Regions from separate parts of the Hordeum vulgare genome. Here region 1 is linked to region 2. Evidence: chromatin contacts called from public Hi-C data. All regions are on one chromosome and are shown on one strand. Each heading gives the region's core, a stretch centred on a gene start, on an enhancer-like site or on the middle of the called end of the contact. The rest is flanking DNA. Distances are from core to core; before and after follow the strand shown. Region 1 holds the start of LOC123403362 (cytochrome P450 87A3-like). Region 2 holds the start of LOC123401250 (homeobox-leucine zipper protein ROC5-like).

The links. Hi-C and Micro-C count contacts between places; a contact is called where the count stands out from the background.
Region 1: a contact with region 2 is called in a Hi-C map of leaf, with 4 times the contacts expected there. The contact joins the promoter of LOC123403362 here to the promoter of LOC123401250 in region 2. A contact is called at or near these places in 3 of 6 Hi-C or Micro-C datasets (leaf and seedling) and 1 of 1 datasets of contacts at active chromatin or transcription factors (embryo).

The regions. Positions count from the first base shown.
Region 1 is chr6H:435,729,384-435,736,399 of MorexV3_pseudomolecules_assembly, reverse strand. It overlaps LOC123403362 (cytochrome P450 87A3-like), which reads left to right and starts at 5,365. Exons shown (of 9, transcript XM_045097301.1): 1 at 5,365-5,709; 2 at 5,863-6,187; 3 at 6,291-6,440; 4 at 6,615-6,866; 5 at 7,001-7,016. The coding sequence starts at 5,513.
Region 2 is chr6H:435,241,478-435,247,741 of MorexV3_pseudomolecules_assembly, reverse strand. It overlaps LOC123401250 (homeobox-leucine zipper protein ROC5-like), which reads left to right and starts at 1,320. Exons shown (of 9, transcript XM_045094999.1): 1 at 1,320-1,851; 2 at 1,963-2,192; 3 at 2,295-2,412; 4 at 2,501-3,214; 5 at 3,306-3,407; 6 at 3,504-3,731; 7 at 5,324-5,501; 8 at 5,741-6,114. The coding sequence starts at 1,750.

The DNA.
Region 1 (7,016 bases), core at 4,116-6,615, 480 kb before region 2:
CTTACACTTGCCAGATCCATTTTTCTGGAAGAGAGCCACCTACTCATGTGTTGAGATCAAGAGATTCCAATCCAACCATTTGAACCGTGATTTCTAGCCTCCCCAAATTGCTTTCCACAAGATCAATCTCTCCTACCCATGCCAAATCTGTGAGACAGTGATTGAGTGTTGAGAAGACTATCTTTTGAAGCACAAGAGCAAGGAGTTCATCGTTCTACCGCATCTATTACCTTTTGGAGGGTGGTGCCTCCTAGATTGGTTAGGTGTCGCTTGGGAGCCTCCTACTTCAGCCATAGGCTCTATCATGTATGCAATGTTGTGCACTAGACCAGATGTGAGCCTTGCCATAAGTATGTCGAGAAGGTTTCAAAGTAATCTAGGAATGGAGCGCTAGACAGCGGTCAAGAATATTGTGAAGTACCTGAAAAGGACTAAGGAAATGTTTCTCGTTTATGGAGGTGACAAAGAGCTCGTCGTAAAGGGTTACGTCAATGCAAGCTTTGACACTAATCCAGATGAATCTAAGTCACAAACCGGATACGTATTTATTCTTAATGGGGTGCACTAAGTTGGTGCAGTTCCAAGCAAAGCGTGGTAGCTGATTCTACATGTGAAGCGGAGTACATAGGTGCCGCAGAGGCGGCTAAAGAAGGTGTCTAGAGGAAGAAGTTCATGTCAGATCTTGGAGTTGTGCCCAGTGCACTGGATGAAATGACTTTGTTCTGTGACAACACTGATGTCATTGCTCTAGCCAAGAAACCAAGGTTTCACAAGAGGACTAGACACATAAAGCGACACTTCAATTCCATCCGCGATTACATCAAGGAGGACATAAATATTTGCAAAGTGCACACGGATCTGAATGATGCAGACCCACTGACTAAGCTTATTCCACGAGCAAAACATGATCAACACCAGAACTGTATGGGTGTTAGGTTCGTTACATTGTAAATCACATAGTGATGTGAGATAGATTATTGACTCTAGTGCAAGTGGGAGACTATTGGAAATATGCCCTAGAGGCAATAATAAAATAGTTACTATTATATTTCCTTATTCAAGATAATCGTTTATTATCCATGCTAGAATTGTATTGAATGAAAACTCAAATACATGTGTGGGTATATAGACAACACATTGTCCCTAGTAAGCCTCTAGTTCACTAGCTCGTTGATCAAAGATGGTTAAGGTTTTTCTAGCCATAGACAAGTGTTGTCACTTGATAACGAGATCACATCATTAGGAGAATGATGTGATGGACAAGACCCAAAATATGAACGTAGCATGTGATCGTGTCGTTTTATTGCTACTCTTTTTCTGCATGTCAAGTATATGTTCCTATGACCATGAGACTATGTAACTCACTGACACCGAAAGAATACATTGTGTGTATCAAACGTCGCATCATAATTGGGTGACTATAAAGGTGCTCTACAGGTATCTCCGAAGGTGTCCGTTGAGTTAGCATGGATCAAGACTGAGATTTGTCGCTCCGTATGACGGAGAGGTATCCCGGAGCCCACTCGATAATACAACACCACAACAAGCCTTGCAAGCAATATGACTTAAGAGTTAGCCACGGGATCTTATATTACGAAACGAGTAAAGAGACATGCCGGTAACGAGATTGAACTAGGTATAGATATACCGACGATCGAATCTCGGCAAGTAACATACCGAAGGACAAAGGAAATGTTATACGGGATTAACTAAATCCTTGACAAAGAGGTCAACTGATAAAGATCTTCGTAGAATATGTAGGAGCCAATATGGACATCCAGGTACCGATATTGGTTATTGACCGGAGAGTGTCTCAGGTCATGTCTGCATAGTTCTCGAACTCACATGGTCTGCACACTTAAGGTTCGGTGATGTTTCGGTATAGTTGAATTATGTATGTTGGTGGAATGTTGTTCGGAGTTCCTGATGAGATCTTGGACGTCACGAGGAGTTCCGGAATGGTCCGGAGACGAAGGTTGATATATAGGAAGTATCCATTTGGCTTTCGGAAGGATTTTGGGCATTATCGGTAAAGTATGAGGAATGACGAATGGGTTCCGGGGTTCCACTGGGAGGGGCCACTCACCCGAAGGGGGGCCAAATAGGCCCAAGGGTGGCGCACCATCCCTTGGTGGGCTGGGTGGCCAGCCCAAGTGGGCCTATTCGGCCGAAGTGGAGAAAGAGAGAGAGGTGGGCCAAACCAACTAGGAGAGGAGTCCTCCTCCTCCAATCTGAATTGGCGGAGGAATCTTCCCTCCTCCTTGCGGCGGCCGGACCCTAGGGTAAGTCCCTAGGGCGCCACCCCTCCCTCCCCTCCTATATATAGTGGAGGGTAGAGAGGCTTTTTGCACCTCAAGCCACGACGCAGCCCTCTCTCCCTCCACTATTTCGTGACACCCCATAGGTTATTTCGGTACGGCACGACGAAGCCCTCCGGAGTAGCTCCACCATCATCGCCTTGACACCATTGTGCTACCGGAGAATTCAGCTACCTCTTCGTCCCTCTTGCTGGATCAAGAAGGCAGAGATCGTCACCGAGCTGTACGTGTGTTGAACGCAGAGGTGTCGTCTGTTCGGCGCTAGATCGGGGCGGAGTTCGTGGGACGGATCGCGAAGACGTTCAACTACATCAATCGCGTTTCTTAACGCTTCCCTCTTAGCGATCTACAAGGGTATGTGGATCCGATCTCTCCTCTCGTAGATGGTCATCATCATGGATAGATCTTATGTGTGCGTATGAAAAAATTTGTTTCCCATGCAACGTTCCTCAACACCGGACCCCTTGGTAGATATGATCGAATACATTTTTTCGCATCCGGAAGCATCCGAGGCAAAGTAGTCGTCCATCAAACATCAAATGGCCACACGGCCGGTTGCGATTGAACACTCAATCACCCATGATCGATCCCTTAAAATTGAGATCATGCCCCTCCGCACGCTCCGCGTCTGCGAGCACCGCCTACAACATCACTGTCTCATATGTGTAGTCCTCGTTGGAAGAGTCGTGGAACAACTCAACATATTGCTTGTATATGTACCATATCTGAAGCCACTGCTTCAGAGAAGAATGGGGCATAAAATTTTAGCTCGGGCAATTCACCGAACACTTGTCGAGCACGGTGAGCATCGTAGGAGAGGTGGTTTTAGGTTCCACTTTAGAAATGTCCTAAAACGGCCGGCCGCTCGAACGTGCTAGGCATCAAGCGGCGTCCTCCTTATTTTAGTTTCCCTTTAGTACTTTTGCTGATGCATCCCATTCCCGGAGCAAGGCTAGAGGTTGGAGTTTCGGTACATCGAATATCTCCAAGATTTGGGTATAGCCCCGGATGATTCCCGTGTGTAAGTTATACACGCCCACCTTGCCCTCGTGACCTCATATCTACCAAATGAAGATCTTTGTGAGATCTTGAACTAATCCATGGGTAACTGGTCAGAGGAAAGGCATCCATATGGAACAAGAATAAGGTGCGGAATGATAATAAGATTATTGCTTCAAGCTAGCGTCCAGCAAGATTATTGCTATATATTGCAGGTGTGGATGTAATCTAACAATTGCATGCGCTTAGCATCGATCTACCTATAGTTGACAAATTCTCTAGCTAGATGTCCAGATCTCTTGGCTCTTGGATTGATCTGTTGTCGTCCCCGGATTGAGTATGGTCGTTGGGAAGCAATGACTGGAGACCATCCTTCTCTCCCGACCGACCGATCGCCTCATGGCGATCTACACGAATATAACTCGTGGTCTACGCTTCTCCGGCGGCTCGAGTTAACCAACCAGCCACGCGAACAAAGATGCATTTAAGAACGGCGTCGACGGAGCTATGCAGACATGTACTCCGCTACGGGAGCAGGAGCGAGGCTTCATTTTACTAGCTAGCTAGTGCTACCTTTCACAGAGATACTACTGGAGTAGATATGTACCAATCTCCCTCAGTTAGCTGCTCGACTACACCTCTCAAGGATCGATCTTCGGTCAGCGTCAGTGGTGCCGGTGCCGGCCGTGTCACGGTTTCATACATGCCGAGTCCGGTCGTGTGCGGAGCTGATCAATTCATTAATCGTATAATCAATGGGGAGAACTGATAGGACGGTGCAATACCCCTGCACGAACGAGCACACGTGTATGTATGCATGCACGTACGCACGTAAGGAAAGCAAGGTGCATGCATGAACATCTGGAGGAAGGCGACCCTGCCAGCTCGATACGACCGTGTCGACCGACAAACATGCTGACAAAAAATGGCGGCATGCATGTACGTTACGTGGCCGTGCGTGCGTGGAACCACTTGTCACGGGCACGCACACTTAAACCTGACGTGACAATGCAAGTTCACGCGTGATCGATCGATGGATGGATGGATCGGTCGTCCCAACGACAGGTCGTATGACGTTCATGGAAGATTCATGTCGATCTGCTGTGCGTATGGCATCCTAGCTACTGTGTGCTGAATTCAGGGCCAGCACAAGCAGATTTATATGCATAAGATAGTCCGGAACGAAAGAACATGTACCTCTCTGCACTTTGCCGGTACGTACGTACCACTTGTGATTGCGACGTCTTACTAGATCGATGCATGCTCTGATGCTCACAGCAACAGGCCAAAAGCGGCCGATAATAAAAACAAGTGTTGACTCGCTGTCGATGGGCATTTGACAATCTTTTGTGTGCCGGTGGATATTCTACCATTTTCTTCTACTGTTCTACCATGCCCCGCCAGGTTTTCGTAGTTTCTTATCCACAGAGTTTACATGGGGCAGCCTAGTCTTGACAGTTCATAACTATTGTTTCTTCCAAATACAAACAGACATTTGCATTCCTACCGAACCGTTTGATTCTGTCGAACTAATTGACATCTGTATTTTGAACCTATATGTACGTAGTACTGTCCAACAGAAAGGCAAAATGGAAGGACACACAGCCACACACGGACCATTCGAAACCCAAGCGCATAGCTTGGCGTCTCGCCTAATAATCACCTAACAGATGCCAAAAGAACAACTCGTGGTCCGGAGAACAGCCGGCAAATACATTGCTAGCTGTACATGCTTTTATCCTGAATCATGCACGCACTCGGACTCGGACATGGCCAGCCTTAAAGATGTAACCACTCTAAAAAGTTCAGAACACAACAGCTTGACCCCTGTGGCGGGTAGCACAGTCGTCGGAACATAACACCACAGCACACGAGAGCAGATCCTGCGCAAGCTTGCAAGAATTTCTTCCCCGTCAAAAAGATAAACACTCTCTGCAGCAATAATTCTCCTCCTCCCAATTGTTTAAGTTCCTGCCTGGCGGCCTCCCGCGGCATTTCCGACGAAACCACTATATAAGGCGAGGCAAATCTCCCAACATAGCTCCCCGTACTTGTTGCAGCTAGCCATATCTTGCGCTAGCTTCTCCTCTCTCTCTCTCTCTCTCTCGAGCACCGCCATTGCTCTTGACCTAATCTAATATATAGGGTCGGCCGATACAGCAGTACTAGTCTTTAGTTGCAGCTTGGGGTCCTCCATGGAAACACTATGGGTTTTTGCCTTGGCCATGGCGGTAGCTTCTATCCTGTGGGCGTACAGATGGAGCCACCCCAAGGCGAACGGCCGGCTGCCTCCGGGCTCCCTCGGGCTCCCTCTCCTCGGCGAGACCATGCAGTTCTTCGCCCCTAATCCTACCTGCGACGTCTCCCCCTTTGTCAAGGATAGGGTGAACAGGTAGGGTAGCTAGCTAACCACATGTAGTACCACCGTTATGCACCACGGTGCCAGCATCCAAACCCAATCAGTTCATGATCACATTGGACTATTGGAGTAAGTACGCATGAGACTGAGCTTGCTCTCTGACATTGATTGAATGCGTGTGCATAGGTACGGTACCATCTTCAAGACCAGCGTCGTCGGCCGGGCGGTGGTGGTGTCGGCAGACCCGGACCTTAACCACTACATCTTCCAGCAGGAAGGAAAGCTGTTCGAGAGCTGGTACCCGGCCACGTTCACCGAGATTTTTGGCCGTGACAACGTCGGCTCCCTGCACGGGTTCATGTACAAGTACCTCAAGACCCTCGTGCTCCGCCTGTACGGCCAGGAGAACCTCCGGGCTGTGCTCCTCGCCGACACCGACACTGCCTGCCGCGCCACCCTTGCCTCCTGGGCTGGCCAGCCGAGCGTCGAGCTCAAGGACGGTCTCTCCACAGTAAGGCCATGTTCAGTACATGAACTACCTGGTACTACGTTTAACATCATCAGGTTAGAGAGATCATTGCTGATGTGCATCTCCTGTTTGTTCCTTGTCCTAGATGATCTTTGACATTACCGCGAAGAAGCTGATCGGTTACGAGCCAACCAAGTCGTCCAAGAGCCTGAGGAAGAACTTCGTGGCCTTCATCAGGGGGCTTATCTCGTTCCCGGTGAACATCCCCGGCACAGCGTATCATGAGTGCATGAAGGTACGCACAAAGCCACAAAGGCTTCTTGACAAGCGTACGTAGTGCACAAAACTGCACATGCCTGTCAAGTCAACATACGACCAGTCAAATGGCTGCTCTCGCGGAACCCACTCCGTTAAGCTTCTCTGATCTGCCCGGAACGCTTGACGGAGCTGCAATTGCATGTCTGTGCAGGGGAGAAGGAACGCCATGAAGGTGCTCAAGAGGATGATGAGGGAGAGGATGGCGGACCAGGGGAGGCAGCGCCAGGACTTCCTCGACGTGATGATCGAGGAGCTGAGGAGGGAGAAGCCCGTGCTTACCGAGACGGTGGCGCTGGACCTCATGTTCGTGCTCCTCTTCGCGAGCTTCGAGACGACTGCCTTGGCCCTCACGCTAGGCATCAGGCTCATTACCGAGAACCCGAGGGTGCTCGACGCGCTAACGGTTAGTGGTCATGTATAAACTGCATGTGACTTTACGTCTATCGATCTCGAATCGATGTTTGTGTGCAGCGGCAAGGCAACCAGGCTTAAGCTGCTTGTGTGCAAAATAACAATTGACGATCTTTGTGTGGTCAGGAGGAGCACGAGGCGA
Region 2 (6,264 bases), core at 71-2,570:
GGTCTCCTCCTTCTCCTCATATTCCTACAAGGCTTCGATGAATTTGGTGAATTTCTCTTCCATGGCGTCGATGCGTTCGCTCGTCTTCGAACACGTTTGGTGGTGTCGGTCCAGCGTGTGCAACGATGGTAGTGTGGCTTGGCTATGAATACCAACCGATATGATCACACTAGTCTCCCCATTGATTTATCCATTAATCAATAGCAATATTGTGTGGAATTACATGATTGAGGATGAAGAAGAGAGAATGGAAAATGGGATGGGGGAGTAGCCGAGGGAACAACCAGACGCCAATCTCATCGACGCCCTAATAATATGTTGATCCCAACTGTACCTAGACGCTGGACTTGTCGTTCACGTCACCCACTCATCACCATGTGCCTTGGGATTGGGTCTCACGTTCCTCCTGGCCTTCTTTGTAGACGGTTGTCACGTGGGGTCCTTAACAGTTATTTATGGAAGAAAATTTACGCAATAATCAATTTTTGCCTTATCAGGTCATGTGACAACATATTTATCATATACTCCATTTATCTTATCATATAGTCAACAAAACAACCAATCTATTTATTGGTCTTAACTAGCATTTGCATGGATCGACACCTTCTCCTTTTACCCGGCAACCGCCTCAACATTTTTCCTTTCCGACCATCGTCGCTTCTACCCTATCTCTCCGCCCGCGTGCCGCAGTTGTCATTACGTTGACTCCCAAGCCTTTGCATTATATAGTTAAATGGACTTTACGACACCGCCCACAAAATTATCCATCGCCAGGCGCCACCAACAACGCTCTCTTACCCTATCATAAGCATTGCTTGACTCAGCTCCGTCGATATGGTCGCCGCCCAAAATAGAAGTAGAGAGTCAAGAAGACGCGTGTCCATGAATAAGAGATTCCTCACTAATAAGAGATTCAAAATAAATCTGATTCACTCAAGATCGCGTGGGAGAGCTGGCGCAAATACTATTGAGGAAAAACAATCGCACTGCCACGTTATTATCGAGAGAGAAACCCATCCAAGCAACACAGTTACTAGTGAGGCCACGGATGAAACGGAAACGGGTCCACTAGCAGCTCCGGCAGGCAAGCAAAGGAGCCGCTGCGGCGGTCGGGCCAGAGGAGCAAGACGCCGTGGAGGCGGGGAGACGGAACGGGACCCCACCCCCCCGGGACCTGACGGCCCTCCGCGGCTCCGCTCGGCGCAAGAAAGTAAGCGAGGGCGCCGGAAGGCAACAAAAAACAGGCACCGCACCGCCCGTTTGACTGCGCGCTGCATCAGCGTCAGCGCCTCGCGTTTCTCCCCACCCTTTTCCGTGCGTCCACACCCGGGGGCCGGGGAGTCCTCCCCCCACATCGCTCCCCTCGTATCGTCGTCTTGCCATTTTGACCCTCCCGTTCCCATCTCCCCGTGCATAAAGCTTTCTTTAATCGCCAGCTCTCTCTCTTGCTCGCTCGCTCCGGCCTCGCCTCTCCACTCCTCCCTTATTCTAATCCTCCCCTCGCCGTGGAGGGTTAGGGTTTTGAGGGGCCTAATCTCGTGGTAGTAGAAAGAGGGTGGCCGAGGCGAGGCGGGGCGACTCTCTCTCTCTCTCTCCACCGCTTCCAGAGGCGCAGCCGAGGATTCGGGTCGTGAGGTGTGCAGATCCAGGCCTAGGTCCTTTTTGGGACCGAGGATAGAGACGGTGAAAAGGCGACGCCAGGTCTACTACACTCGTGTCGTGTCTGCTCCTCCCGGGGGACGTGGGAGGATGAGCTTCGGGGGGCTCTTCGACGGCGGCGGCGGCGGCGGCGGCATGCAGTTCCCTTACGCCGGCGCCTTCTCCTCCTCGCCCGCGCTCTCCCTCGGGCTGGTAAGCCTTCGGCGCTCGTCACGGCCGGAACGCTCGTTCGCTTCGCTTCGCTTTGCTTTGGCGTGGTGGATGATTGGTGGAGTTTTTTGTTGTTGCTGTTGTTGTTTTCAGGACAACGCCGGCGGGCGAGACGGCGGCATCGGCGGGCGGATGTTTCCCGACGGCGCGATGGCCAGGGACGCGGAGGCGCAGAACGACAGCCGGTCGGGGAGCGACCACCTGGACGCCATCTCCGGCGTCGGCGACGACGACGACGACGCCGAGCCCAGCGGCAGCAACCCCCGCAAGCGCAAGAAGCGCTACCACCGCCACACGCCGCAGCAGATCCAGGAGCTCGAAGCGTAAGAGCCACCGCCCAAAGCTATTTGCATCCACCTTCTCTCTCTTCCTTTTTCCTCCTGTCCTCTCATGCATGGGTTCGTCGTCCTCTCCGCCTCGTGTAGGCTTTTCAAGGAGTGCCCCCACCCGGACGAGAAGCAGCGCGGCGAGCTCAGCAAGAGGCTCTCCCTCGATGCGCGGCAGGTCAAGTTCTGGTTTCAGAACCGCCGCACTCAGATGAAGGTAAGTAGATTTATCATCCGCGATCCATTTCTCATTCGCCCGTTCGTGGTCTCATGCTTTATCCTGACGCGTCTTTTTCCGTGCCCAGACGCAGCTGGAGCGGCACGAGAACGCGCTGCTGAAGCAGGAGAATGAGAAGCTGCGCACGGAGAACCTGACCATCAGGGAGGCCATGCGCACCCCAATGTGCGGCGGCTGCGGCAGCCCGGCCATGCTAGGGGAGGTCTCCCTGGAGGAGCAGCACCTGCGCATCGAGAATGCAAGGCTCAAGGATGAGCTCAACCGTGTCTGCACCCTTGCCACCAAGTTCCTCGGCAAACCCGTGTCTCTTCTGTCGCCACTCCAGTTGCAGCCACACCTGTCGATGCCCTTGCCAAACTCCTCACTGGAGCTAGCAGTCGGGGGAATCGGTGGCATAGGGTCTATGCAGTCTTCGATGCACGGTATGATGAGCGAGTATGCCGGGGGTGCCTCAAGCTCCATGGGCACCGTCATCACACCAGCACGGGCCACTGGTTCTGCTTTAGCATCCATGGTGGACATTGACAGGTCTGTCTTCTTGGAGCTTGCAATCAGCGCAATGGATGAACTTGTCAAGATGGCACAGACCGATGATCCTTTCTGGGTTACGGGATTGCCTGGTTTCCCGGACAAGGAGTCACTCAACTTTGAGGAGTATCTCCACTCCTCCCAGCATTGCATTGGCATGAAGCCTGCTGGATTTGTGTCTGAGGCCTCTAGGGAATCCGGCCTGGTCATCATCGACAACAGTCTTGCCCTTGTAGAGACCCTTATGGACGAGGTTCGAGCTCATACCTTCTTCCCTTCATACATTTGTTCCTGTTTATAAAAGGTGGTTGTATTATGCTGATGTTGTCCCATTCATTTCACAGAGACGATGGTCCGACATGTTCTCATGCATGATTGCTAAGGCCACAATCCTTGAGGAGGTTTCTAACGGCATTGGCGGAACCAGGAATGGAGCGTTGCTGCTAGTGAGTGCCTAACAGTCCCCAATGTCCATCGTATGCAACAAGTGTCGCCACATCTGACCCGAGTTGCTAATTTTTACTTGTGTTTTCTCGCCACAGATGAAGGCTGAGCTACAGGTGCTCTCACCTCTGGTCCCCATAAGGGAGGTTATTTTTCTCAGGTTTTGCAAGCAGCTGGCTGAGGGTGCCTGGGCAGTGGTTGATGTGTCCATTGATGGATTGTTGAGCAATCAAAATTCTGCTACGACATCCGCAGGTGCAAACTTGAAGTGCAGGAGGCTACCTTCCGGCTGTGTGATGCAAGACACTCCCAATGGCTACTGTAAGGTAATAACCAAGATCCATCTAAATGTTTTCTTTATCAAATAGTTCTCTTTGATTGGCATATGTTTGCCCTTTTTCCTTTTCTAAAAAAATATGTTTGCCTTTTGCAAATAATTGATTGATGGGGGTAAAGTTAAGTTATATGCCACTTTAGTGCAAAGAAATGTTGGCACATTCAAAACGAATATTATGTTCACTGTAGTTTGCGACTGGAACTTTTGCACGCAAGTAACTGGTCAAAGTTTCCCGGGAGCATTAGAAGTAACCATCCTACTTCCACTACTTCTCCACTACCACCGTGCCTTCTCTCAGAATTTGGGGACAGTGGCGTTGTTTTCGGAAGTGTTTGTTTTATCTTGCTGATTAGTTTATAATGTGATTTGATGATGCCCATGCAACATAGTGTTCACAAGTCAAGGCCTAATTGATTAGTTAGGGTCATGAACCCACTACCCACATAAACAAATCGATTGGTCAACGAGGAGATGGGTTAAACAAGCTACCTGGAATAATTAAACATTTCTGTGGATCCAACACAATTACCCAAGCATGTTGATCTGCTTGTTTAATTGCACCACCAACTTTTCTAGGGGATTAGATGCTTCTACCCCTTGGATGGAGCACCTTGGGTAACTTATTGTCAGTATTTTTTCAAGGTGTCCCTGACATGTTGAAATCTGCGGAACTTGCTCATTTCCTTTGTTAAGAAAATTGTCTCTGTGTACCTGAGATTTGCACAGATCTTAAGATGTTCTTAATATGCGGAGCGGATTAAGGAAATATATTTGTTTTAAAACACAGTGAGAGATCTCTTTTATTAGTTTGTTGAAGTAAACACTAGTCCTGTGAGTTATGGATCAATTTCAGGAGCAATTATTCATGTTCCAGGAACTTGGGGAAAAAATGGTTCTTCCATTTCTCTAACACCTTGATCACACGCTGTCTTGTATGTACACACTCGTCACTTTTAAGATATTTTTGAATGACTTATATTGTAAGATCTCAAAGGAAGAAATATTAACTAGTGTATATGCACCATTTGGGAGTTCGCAGACAAGAAATCAACAATGCAGCATCAGACTGATGTCAAAATTTGCTGGCAAATCCATGTGCAGAAGTATCTGCTCTTCTATTATAAAACTAGAGATATGCTCTTATCTTGCTCTGGTTGTAATTTGTTTATTTATTTATACAAGCCGTTTTCATTTCTTGTCGTGGATCCATTCGTTCCATGTTACTAGATCTCTTACGTATCCTTTCCAAGTCTCACCATAGTAATAGTAAAATGGTATGCCTGGTACAAAGTGCCATAATTCAAACATTGCACACTAGAAGTTATGGTGGAACCCGCGGACCATCAGTAGGGCCACATCTGGGGACTGGTTAACTGCCAAACTGCCCAATGTGTAGTTTTTACGTTTTTACGTCAACAAAAGTTCTACATAGTATGGTTAAAAATGGGGCTATCTAATCTCTGCACTGTACCCACAGCTGTGTGTTGTATTGCGCTCAGAACTCGGTTGTTGTATTACAACACCCCAAGACAATTGCATGTGGGCGTGCATTTATGGCTAACAGATGCATTTACCCTGTAGGTCACATGGGTTGAGCATACTGAATACGATGAGGCATCTGTCCATCAGTTCTACCGACCACTTCTCCGATCTGGTCTTGCCTTTGGCGCCAGCCGTTGGCTCGCCACTCTGCAGCGCCAGTGTGAATGCCTGGCCATCCTCATGTCCTCTGCTACAGCGTCACCTAATGAACAAACAGGTACAGAGATTTCCGAACCTTTGCCATTTTCCTTGTACACCCTGTAAAGCTCACTGTTTCCATGTCAAATAACACGCGCTAGCTGCATTTCAGTAATTAAGACCGCATTTTATGAAGTAGCTTACTATGTTACAAATAAGACTACTACTTTTGAAATGATGCTCTTCTGTTAGGAATAGTATACCATGGCAAGTAACTTATTTAGAATATCGACAATAATATGTTGCATTTGGTGCCAGCTATATCACAAGAGGGTAGGCGTAGCATGCTGAAGCTCGCACGCAGGATGACGGAGAACTTCTGTGCGGGGGTGAGCGCATCATCTGCGCGTGAATGGAGCAAGCTGGATGGTGCAACAGGTAGCATCGGTGAGGATGTGCGTGTTATGGCACGAAAGAGTGTGAGCGAGCCTGGGGAGCCACCGGGGGTGGTGCTGAGTGCCGCCACATCTGTATGGGTGCCTATTGCCCCTGAGAAGTTGTTCGACTTTCTGCGTGATGAACAGCTGCGTGCCGAGTGGGATATCCTCAGTAATGGAGGACCCATGCAGGAGATGGCTCGAATTGCAAAGGGGCATCAGAATGGAAATTCGGTATCCCTCCTCAGGGCCAGTGTGAGTATTATTTAATCTGCTTCTGTTCTATTACTTCTTTAGTAGTTAACTGGTTAAAGGGGTTTCCCCAGAATGGTGAAATTATGTCTAGGGTATGGCACATCACTTTCACTAGAGCAGATCTGAACCTGCAACAATTTTGTTGTTTGT